2 separate regions of the Sus scrofa genome follow, and region 2 is linked to region 1. Evidence: chromatin contacts called from public Hi-C data. All regions are on one chromosome and are shown on one strand. The core of a region is the stretch at or near the end of the contact, and the rest is flanking DNA. Distances in the headings are between cores, read along the strand shown. Region 1 overlaps WDFY4 (WD repeat- and FYVE domain-containing protein 4). Region 2 overlaps ERCC6 (DNA excision repair protein ERCC-6).

The links. Hi-C and Micro-C count contacts between places; a contact is called where the count stands out from the background.
Region 2: a contact with region 1 is called in a Hi-C map of retroperitoneal adipose tissue, with 4 times the contacts expected there. The contact joins two enhancer-like sites. A contact is called at or near these places in 20 of 47 Hi-C or Micro-C datasets (alveolar macrophages, brain, embryonic fibroblasts and 13 more) and 2 of 2 datasets of contacts at active chromatin or transcription factors (alveolar macrophages and skeletal muscle).

What each region holds. Positions count from the first base shown.
Region 1 is chr14:89,544,042-89,549,433 of Sscrofa11.1, forward strand. The region is part of intron 46 of WDFY4 (WD repeat- and FYVE domain-containing protein 4); the gene reads left to right. Among named protein-coding and RNA genes, the nearest start is that of LRRC18, 43 kb to the right of the region's middle. Within about 2 kb of position 3,175, at least 13 of the 83 cell types and tissues checked have an H3K27ac peak or open chromatin away from gene starts, as enhancers often do. A contact at or near this core is called in mesenteric adipose tissue, omental adipose tissue and retroperitoneal adipose tissue, where this site is marked.
Region 2 is chr14:90,052,187-90,057,578 of Sscrofa11.1, forward strand. The region is part of intron 6 of ERCC6 (DNA excision repair protein ERCC-6); the gene reads right to left. Among named protein-coding and RNA genes, the nearest start is that of ERCC6, 21 kb to the right of the region's middle. Within about 2 kb of position 2,480, at least 8 of the 83 cell types and tissues checked have an H3K27ac peak or open chromatin away from gene starts, as enhancers often do. A contact at or near this core is called in mesenteric adipose tissue, omental adipose tissue and retroperitoneal adipose tissue, where this site is marked.

The sequences.
Region 1 (5,392 bases), core at 1,925-4,424:
ATGTTGGTTTTTCTATCTGCATTGCTCTGCACACTAGACTCCTGGCAGCTGACTCTCCAAAGCCCATCTTGACTGAACTGGGGAGCTGGTCTCTCCCTCATCCCTGCCTCCACTGCTCCTGTGTTCCCTCCTACCCTTGCTCCTGGCCTACAGACTAACCTTCACCACTTCACCTGTCTGCCTCTCTCACTGATGCTCCTTAATGGAGGGACACCCAGGTACCTAACCTCAGGGATGCCTGGAGAAGCCATTCAGTAAACACCAGTGGATGAAAATTTATTACATTCATGTTCATTTTACTTTGTTTATAGAAGTAGTGTACATCTACTGTGTGAAAGTTTAAAAAGTGAGTATGAAGACTTACATACGTAACATATGCATATATTTATATATGTTTGTATATATATTCATCATACACAGCTGCTGAGTCCTAACAGCTGATAACAATTTGAACATATATTAATATGTTCATATAGGTAAATGCATATTTAGTAAACACGGGAAGCTGTCAATCCACACCTGTCTCGCTGTGTTGGCAGGGACTCCAGGCTGTGCAGACAGGAGCATGTGAAACCCAGCAGGGGCCGAGGCAGGAGCTGTCCTGTTTCCACTTAGTGCTTGGTGTCCCCTTGCCTGCCTGCCAGGAGGGAACCTCTGGAGTGGAGGGTGGGGCCAAAGGACTGTCAGCTCCCAGGAATGGGGGACTGAACAGCTGCAAGGGCAAGGCAGTTTGTTCTCTGTGTGAGTTGTTTTGATCCATTTTGTTGGGGTGTGCTTGTTTTCTCTGACTTCATGGTAAATTGCAGAGAGATTGTTTCTGATTCAACCTGAGTTCGTGCAGGGTTAGTGGAACCAGACACAGCTGTTCCCTGGAGAAGCAGGTCTAGCCCAGTGCCATAGAGGATAAGGTGGATGGGGCTCTTACCTGGTCCCAGGCCTACCTCCATCACTTATACTGTGTGTCCTTGACCCAAACTCCATGCCCAGCGCAGGGGAGCTCTTGGTGGCTTGTATCTGCTATAATCTCTGTGACCATCGTTCTTCTTTCATCGTACCTTAGGATTTGTTCTCTCACTCCACGAAGAGGTTTATGAACCCTGGTACCTAGGCCATGGCTCTGAGGAAGTGGGAAGGAGCTGTCAGTGCTAATGAGGAGGTGCTCCTACTTTAAACCAGGTCCCAGCTGGAACTCCTGGATGCTCTTGGGACCCTGTGAGACCAGGAACTGCAGACATCTGACAAGTGCTGTGCTTGGAGAGAGCTTGGAAAAAATGGGAGAATTCAGGTCTGAGTGGGTCTGTTTCCTGCTGAGAGGGTGGAGAATGAGACAGGGTCAGAGTAGAATCCACAAGAAACCTGACCTGCTAAGATGCAGCCCATCTAGGGCTCTATGCCCACTGCAAAATACAACATTTTGTGGGAAAGAGGGAAGTTACTGGGTTTGGGGCCTGAACTGGTGTGTGGTGAGGCCCCTGAATTTAAAGCATGAGGCAGGGAGGAGCTTAGGGAAGCAGGACTGGAAACTCAAGGATATCCATGGGCTGGAGGAGTGAGCAGTGTCATTATGGACTGCAGAGCTCACTGGGGAGTAGGCCCTCGTAACTGGCCCCCTCCAGTGTCCATACCTCCAGCAGCCAGATCCCCACAGCCCCGCAACCACCAGCTCAGTGCTCTCTTTCAGCCGGAGGCCTCCTCCTGGGTGAGCCCGTGCTTGCGTGTTATCCACAGCCCACTCATAGCCTGGGCCGCCCACATCACTCTGCTCACTCTGCTGCCAGCATCCCTCTTATCGCATGGCTCTGTAATTATTTCTGAGTTTTCCTGTGATGTCTCTAAAGGCGGGGACAGGCTGGAATTCATCCTTGTCTCTCCCTTTCCTGACTCATACTATTTATGCTCTGGAAAGATCTGCCAAACTAGAGACCAGCCGTGTCAGGGGGCCATCCACAGGGAGCCCCCCAGGGGTGCAGGAGAGTGGAGTAGGGGTTCAGGGTTTGGGCAGCCTGCCTACAGCAGTGACCTGGGTCTGCTCTCACACACCTGGGGACCTGGCCTGAGGGGTGGCATGCCCTGGGTGTACTTGGTTCATGGGGGAGATCCCTTCCGGGAGCAGGTGAGCTACAGCTGAGCAGGGCCTGGCAGCCTTGCAAATCCACCACCGGGAAAGGAGATACTAGCAATTCATGCCCAGGAGGGCAGCTTGGCATAGGGACAAGTGCTCAGACTAGATGGAGAGCCTGGTTCTGCCCTTTGTTTATCGCTGCTCTTGGCAAAAACGGCAATAGCTGGACATCTGGAGCCCTTGCTTTGGGTGCTTTTTATACGTTTCATCTATTCTCACCACAGCCCTGTGAGGGGGGCTGTTATCATTTCTCTCTTAAAGATGGCAAAACCAGGGCCTATGGGGCTGCTAACTGAAATTGCTCTGATTTCATCTCAGATCTGTTTTATCCCAATCTTTCCCATCTTTCTCCTGTCTCCCAACCTATTATGTCAGGAAGTTACATAAACTCTCTACCACCCTATCCTTCAGCACCCTTTGTACACTGGGACTGGGACTTCTTGGCCCCAGATCCTCCTCTGCTTCCTTTGCAAAAGTTCTGGTTAATGCTGCCCCAGGCAGTCAGGCCTCCAAGTCCCTCACCACACAGGGACATAGTGTGCCAAGCATGTGCCAACCTGCCTGCTTGCACGTTCCTCAGCCCCAGCTCCTCTGTAACCTCAGTGCTTGTCTGCCATGCTCATTGTCAAGGACAGATGCAGGCAGTCGAGGAAGGAAGGATTGCTGCACTGACCCTGGAACTGTGAATGCATTCAAGCAGACTTGGCAAGTGTGCCTAGGGCACGTGTGTGTGTGTGTGTGTGTGTGTGCGTGTGTTGGGGGCAGGCAGGACGGGTGGTTATTCTTGGCTGTGTTGAGACATTTTGTAGCAAGCATTGTTGTAAGCTGACAACTCCCCTAATTCAGATGTCTCCATAAGACCTCTTGGGCCTTGGGCTTCTTCTAAGTCTGTGTCTTTCTAAGTCTTTCCACAGAGTGTGTGTGATGGGTGTGCGCTCACACTCAGGACACACGGAGCACTTGCCTTCAAGGGGCCGCACATAAAGAGTCCTGGCTTCAGGAGACCCCTGACAAGCCCTGGCTCCTCCTCCCCTGCCATCTCAGAAGCTGGCTTTTATGGCCTTTGCCAGACACAGCCCAGGAGACTCTTGGGCAACTTCCTTCCAGACTTCTGGATGGCTTGTCCCTGACAGAAGCCTCCGGGGGAGGCAGGCAGACCTGGAGCTCAGAATGGCAGAAGCCTAACTCATTTCTTTGTGCGAACATCGGAGCTGTGATTGCCTCCGGCGCTACCTGGGACAGTAATTGTTCTGTGCCACTTTTGTGTCATTGATTAATGATTCCCAGAACCACAAACACATTTCCCTGCAAACAGCTCCGTTTGACACGAGGAGTGGTTTATTTAATGCATGTTAACTGTGGGCTTGTGTCAGCCACTGTGTGGTTGGGGACGGTTGCTTGTACCCCCTCCATGGAGCTGCTCCAGAAGTGAGAGTCAAAACTCACAGGAGAGCTGTTTTTGCATTGCGGATCTTTTTAATTATATGAAAAGCTAAACATTTTTTTTTTTTTCATACAAGCTCCATATAAAATGTTAGTTTGACCTTGGTAGAAAGGAATCAGCTCAAAGGAAAATTTGCTCTGGACAGCAGGGAGCAGCAGCAAGCTCTTCCTAGGTATTTTTTAGCTGAGGTCATTTGTAGAAAGGGAAGAAGTGTGTTAACTTTTGCACACGGTAACGCCCCCGCCCTAGTGAGTCACCACGACTGACTTTCTAAAGTGCAGAGCTGCCTGTGTTGTCCCTACCTAACATCTTCTGAGGCTTTGTTTGGTGTACTTTGGGCACGGCCACTTCTGAGCCGGCCCTGTGCTTCTCTGGACTTGCCTCTGTCACCTTTACTTGGGTGCATGTGTATGTACTTGTACACACACACACACACATATACACACACCTCAGACTTCTTACTCTCTTACTCTAATACAGAACTTCTTATAGTCTCTAAACATGTCCAGGTGGCTCAAGACTTTGTGCCTTGAGTGTGCTACAAGCTCCTGTTGTAACTCAGGAGCATCCATGAGGACGTGTGTTTAATCCTAGGCCTCCCTCAGTGGGTCAAGGATCTGGCTGTGGTGTAGGTTGCAGACATGGCTCGGATCTGGCATTGCTGTGACTGTGGTGTAGACTGGCAGCTATAGCTCCAATTGGACCCCCAGCCCGGGAACCTCCATGTGCCTCACTTGCAGCCCTAAAAAAGCAAAAAAAAAAAAAGAAAAAGAAAAAAGAAGACTTTGTGCCTTGGAATGTTTCTCCTCTGTTTTTCTCTTCTTAACTCCTAACCCCAGCCTTGGCTCACCCCCTTGGAACCTACAGCTCTGTGGTCACCTCTGCCCCCTCTCCCGCCCTGTCTGGGCCAGGCACTCTCTCTGTGCTCCCAGAGCACTTGCATCTCCCTACAACCCCATCTCATGCACCAGAACAATTGATTTTCTCCCTTTCCTGTTGGACCATGAGCACCAGGAAGATGTGCTTTATCTCCCCATGTGCCTGCGCAGGGCGCACACTAAACAGCTGGGCGTGTCTGTTAAAAGAAAGCATGAGCAAATGAATGAGTTATAGCACCATGCCTGCATGAGATGAGACATCATCTTCCATAGCTTCGCTGGTGTCCATATCTCAGTTTCTCAAAGTATGGTCTTCAGATAGTCTGTATCAGAATCATCTGGGCTGCCTATGAAAATGCAGATTCCAGGGTGCACTCTGCATCCGCCAAATCAGAGCATCTGGGAATGCAGCCTTGGGATATGAACTTTAACAAGATATCCAGGTGATTCTCATTCTTACCAACTTTTCAAATAAATGCCTGAGACCCACGAGTCCGGGTTTTATGATGTACAGAACTGCCCTGGCTAGAAATGTGCTCCAACTTCAGTCAGACCCCAAAGTGCAGATCCTTGGTAAATGCAACTTATGCAACACCCTGTGCTTTGAACAGTCTTCAGGACATGTAATCCCTTTCTCATCACACTGATGCAGTTTCAAATCTTTTGCATTTGGTCTCCCCTGAGCTGGCAGAGAAAGGCTGGAGGCAGGGCTCTTCTCAGGCTTGCAGAAGTGGCACCTGCAGGCAGGCAGGGGGCGCCCCTGCTCCTTGTCTCCCTGAGAAGATGAGTTGCCATCCATCTGCCACTGAGAGATCCACGCGTCATATTTCTCCTCAGATTTGCCAAATCGACATTTGAAAAATAGAATCTCTTTATTGTTTCAATACACATCTCTTTGATTACCAGTGTGACTGAATGCTCCATCTAAAAGTGATCAATATAGAAAAA
Region 2 (5,392 bases), core at 1,230-3,729, 510 kb after region 1:
CCAGACAAACCAATATACAGGCAGACCTCAGAGCTACTGCAGGTTCTGTTCCAGACCACTGCCACAAAGTGAATATTGCAAGAGAACTAGTCACGTGAAGTTTGTGGTTTCCCAGTGCATGTAAAAGTTATGTTTACACAGTACTGTAATCTATTAAGTGTGCAATGTTATGTCTTTAAAAAGCAATGTACATACCTTAATTAAAAAATACTTTATGGCTAAAAAAAATGCTAACCATTACCTAAGGCTTCGGAGAGTCATAATCTTTCTGCAAGAGTAACATCAAAGATCACCAATCACAGATCACCACAACAATTATAGTAATAACGAAAATGTTTGAAATATTGTGAGAATTACAAATAGGATCGAGATACAAAGTGAGCATCTGCTATGGGAAAAATGGCAAAGACAGACTTGCTTGAGGCAGTGTTGCCAGAAAGCTTCAATTTTTAAAAATCACAGTATCTGTGAAATGTGATTAAACAAAACAATAAAAGGAGGTGTGCCTATACTCAAATGCCTACACCAATCCACACAAAAGGCAAAGTATACCTATTAATAGGAATTGCAATAGGATCTTAGTAGCCTGAGATCATGTATTGATAAAATGAACACACCCTCCTGAAAATTTCAAGGAAGTCACATATTTTGCTGCTTGAAATTCACAACTGACCTTACTGCTCTGTTTTCATTTTTACATCACAAGGGCCACCGAGATCTATGGCGACTATGAGGGGAAAAGTCACACATCATACAGTTAAATCATTCTTAATACAGGGTGAAATTCAAATCTTGGGATCATGCTCCACTTACTGCAATATCCATGCAAGAAATTCTACAACAGAAGCACAGTGAGTACAATCTGATTTTTAAAAATACATTCAAGGCACCAAGCTGGGTATTTAATATAGTTTGCATTTCTGTAGTGCAATAGGTTTTCTATTTCAGACAGCCAAGAATCCCTTACAGATTAGTCTAATTTGCTAAATTGAGATACTCGGTGTTTTACTTTTCTTATCTGCCTTTTTATGGTCTATCTGGGCAGACTTAATTGGCACATCTGAGCAGATGAAATACCCTCAGTTAGGAGTCCAGATCTCACTGAGTAAATTAAGACTGATGCAAACAATTATGCACTGGAGCTGAGGATGAGAGGTGTGTGCAGAGCATGAAGCAGAATTAGTCTCCATTTGTGTCTCAGCTTCATCATTTAAAAGAAGCCAAGATGCTCTCTAAGAAAACTCCTTAAGGGAGTTAACTTTTTCTTCTCTCTTTAAAATACAGATTCCTAGAAGAGAAAAAAAAAAAAAAAAAAAAAAAGAACACAGGTTTATTTTTTGAGAAAGAAATTAACTCCCAGAAACTGATAACAAGAACAATCTTTAAATAATTTAGGTTTCTGGATCAAATCTAGACTAAACTTTAATTAAATTCAGATTTTTTTTAGAGATACCTGGGTCTTTTTAAAAAAATGTATAAACAAATCAAGGTCTACAGAGTAATCTGGCCTTGCCTAAGTGTGACCTCAATCCATGCAAAGATCCAATTGCAGGATAAACATGGGACAAGAGCAGTGCAAAGGGAAGGGCTCTAGGCAAAGGATGAAAAGAGGCTCCATGAGAACAGCAGAATGGAGACAGAGCAGCTGGTGTGTGGTTCGAGGACACAGGGCCTGTAGCAGCATTTCAAGCAAGGCATGGGACCACAGGAAAGTGGCACTGGTGCCCTCAAGTGACAGGAGGAATCAGTCACTGAGGTCATGGTCTTCTGAGTCCACTGCATCTGTCCATGCTGACAGACCACCCTGTCTTAACTCAAACCATCAGCAGATCTCTTGCCCTTCCTCAGGCCTCTCCACTTACTGCTATCCTGGGCAGCTGACTTCAGCTTTCTCGCTTTAGTTCCTATCTCCTATGGTGTGTAAAGCCTGAACCAATGACCCACACAAAGTGAAGCACCGCCAGGTGGTGAGCACTCGGTGTCAGCTCTCTTTGTTCTCATACAACCTTCTCCCATCCCCCATGGATGCCACCCTGGTTGGGACCAAATTTCCAAATCCAAGAGACTTTTTTCAATGTTTACCCCTTGGCTTGACCCCTCTCAGCATATGAAAATACTGACGATGCATATATACAGCCAGACCCTCCAAATTAGGATCCAACTCTCCCCTGGCCACAGAAGCCTCAATGCTCAAGGGAGAGGGCAAGGAAAATACTGTTTTCCCAGATGATCAAGCCTTGCAGAGGCTTAAAAGATATTCTGTACAATTTACACAATACATGGACCCATCCAATCTTTTTAACTCGGAGTTATTCACATTAAATAAAGTAAAATATGAGACAAACAGAAAAGCTTCTAAGGTCAAAAATGTGCTAAAAACGAGTTGCATCAACAGGCCTCATGACTAAGATTCAAGTTACACCACACCATGAGGCAAATTCTATTCCCATCCACACCAGACTTGTCAGGTTTTCCAGACTCACCCCCAATCTCTCTAAATTATCCAGTTGGCTTCAGTTGGGATTTAGTTTTCCAGTCCAGGGAGGTAGCAGCAGCTATGTCCTGATTTTTGGCACCACCTTGTGGCCATATCTACATATTGCCCATTCTACCCAATTCTATAAATGACAGGAAACTGACATTTACACAACCCTGTCCTGACTTCAAATCCCAGCTCTTACACAGGGAGATGATGGGCAGCTGATCAACTGGAAAGGACCAAGATAAACGGTCTGTACAGCCTACTATAATTATAACAATGGAAAGATACATACACAGGGGATCAAAGACTGGAATGAAATGTAGAAAAATAACCAAAAAAATAACCCCAGAGGTGTGAGTAATTGTTTAATCTTAATATGATCTTAATATTATCATAGTTTCGCTATTTTAACCCAAGGAATTCTCAGAAATGAAAGGTGGGGGTTACAGTGTGGAATGCCTTCAAACTATTCGGAAGTACCAACTCAAGTCAATGTCAAGCTGTGATCTCAGGGGCTTGGCCCGAGTGCCAGATAATCTGAGGCACCACCTACTGAAGAGCCTGTTTCTGAAGTCTACTGTGTTTCACTGACTGAGGACTGGAGTGGGGCGGGGGGGGGGGGGCACTGATTTATTCCAGCAGCAATACCAAGCTAACTTTGGGCTACAGCTGAGCTTACATTCTCAAACCTGAACACCCCTACCAACAATTCTAACCTCCTCCGTTTCCTAAATGGGAACAAGGTTTCCTAGGATGATGAAGAATGCCACCAACCTCATCTCAGAATTAGTGGGAGCTCAGTCAAAGCACAAGTATGGTGCCTTCCCTTCCAGGCGGAGCCTCAGAGATGCCCCCCAGGTGATTCTGAAGCACACACTCTCATAAGAACCAGATGGTGTATTACATACAGCACTGAGCTGAATAAACTGATCCCAAAGTTCCTTCTCAGGCCCTCTCTTACGTAAACACACTTGTGCAGGGTACATAAAAGAGGATTTTAGGGAAAATCACATACAAACTGAATCTGCTAAAAGCTATAGCCTCATAAAGGAAAAGGGTATATAAAAATCAACTTCTATACAAGTAGTTCCCAAACTTGACAGTACATCAGAATCATCTGGGAAAGCCTTTTTAAATTACCGCCTGGCAGCCCCACGTACACTTCTTGTAGCAGTACCCCCATGGTGGGACTCCCAGTGATTTGGCAGAATGAGCCTATGGCCTGGGGGGTCTTTGCTTTATAAAAGTCTATGCTCATTGCCAAGGAAATACAGCTGTTAGGTTAGCACTTAAACACCAATGACTGGCAAATGGAAATAGAAGGAAGAGCTTCAGGGTATGGGTTTAAGTCAAATTATAAACACTCACCCTGGTCATACCAGCAGGAGACAGCACTTATTTGGATTGCATCCTCTCACTTAGGGTGTCACTGACCTATCCTCCAAGTCTGACCCAAGCAGTGCTCACCGCTGCTGGGGAAATAGGCAAGAGTTGGTGACATTTTTTTGTGTTGTATCTCAAGGTCGGCAAACAGCTGGCATGAATGCTGCCACTTCCCCCTGCTGACCCCGTGCCATGGTAGACATCACCAAGGAACTGGCACTCCTTCCCAGGGCAGGCAAAGGCCGCAGTATCCCCTGAAGAGATTACCACTGCCCAAGGTAGGAGGTGGCTGGCAAGGCGAGGGCTCGTGCCCTCCCTGTCCTAAAGTGGACAGCTCAGAAACCAGACCTCTCTGCAGACCACAGCCACCATACCAATAGCCAAGGGAATCCAAATGAGACCCCTGAGGAAACAAAGTGCCTCCAAAGTAGGTATTTCCCTGTTCAATGATGCACTTGAAGTTTGGGAGTTTTTAACCTGCATCCTAAGTCCACCTCAACATATCTGAACTACATACCAACCCTGTGCTGGGATGAACCTCCTCCACAAAATCTTCCCCATGTACTTCAGTTCAATTTCATTCTTCCCTTCACACTGGTTAGGTCTTATTTATGCCCACATCCCCTAAAAGAGAGCCAATTCCTTGCAAGAAGCCCTAGAGGCCAGTCCTAGAATGGAGATGCACATTCATGCAGTGAGAGCAGAGACAAGCAATGAGGTTGACCTCATATCTGAACTAGGAAATGAATCAATGACACTGAGGGAACCAGGACTGTCTACCTCTGATGACCTGGCAGGGAAAGGTGCACAAATGAAACATTTGGTCTTCTAGGCCACTCTGGGCTGCCCGGGCTGTCTGGACTGGATGAGCTAAGTATGTACTCACCAGGGACACATGTCACTCAACACTGTGTTATTTCTATTAAGTGTTTGGCTCTGGAGCTCCCAGACCCTCACTTTCTAAAGCAGCAATGGATTTTAAGGAAGATCTTGCAACTAAGAGCCATACTCTAGTGGAAATTTAAGCACCACAAAACTAAGATAAAAAACAATGGATGCTTTGTAAGATCTGTTAGCACTGACATGAATAAGAACCGACAGAATATTTGCTTCTAAGAAGTGGCTCATCCATCATGGTACATTATCAGAGGTATGAAAATCAGGGAACACCACTAAGGAGACAGCCTCCAAATGTAATCGGATGGAGAAGAAAGCAGGATAAAAATGTGGGAAAGGCAAAATACACAGGCAGTTTAAAAGATGGTTAAAATTTCCAAGACTGATCGAAGCCTTGAGCTAAGTCAAAGAAAACAGGACCACAGATGCTATTACCCAGATCCAAAAAACATTAGGCTGTAGAAAAGCTTGACAAGAAATTCCCACTGAGCTAAAACCAAAGATACCTAGTTAGAACTATCTAGAGATAATGAAAGCCTAAGACTCCCTAGTTGAGAGAATAAAGAGGATGAGATGTCTAGGAGTCACCCACTTTTACTTCTAAGAGTTCAAAACAGCGTTATAATTAAA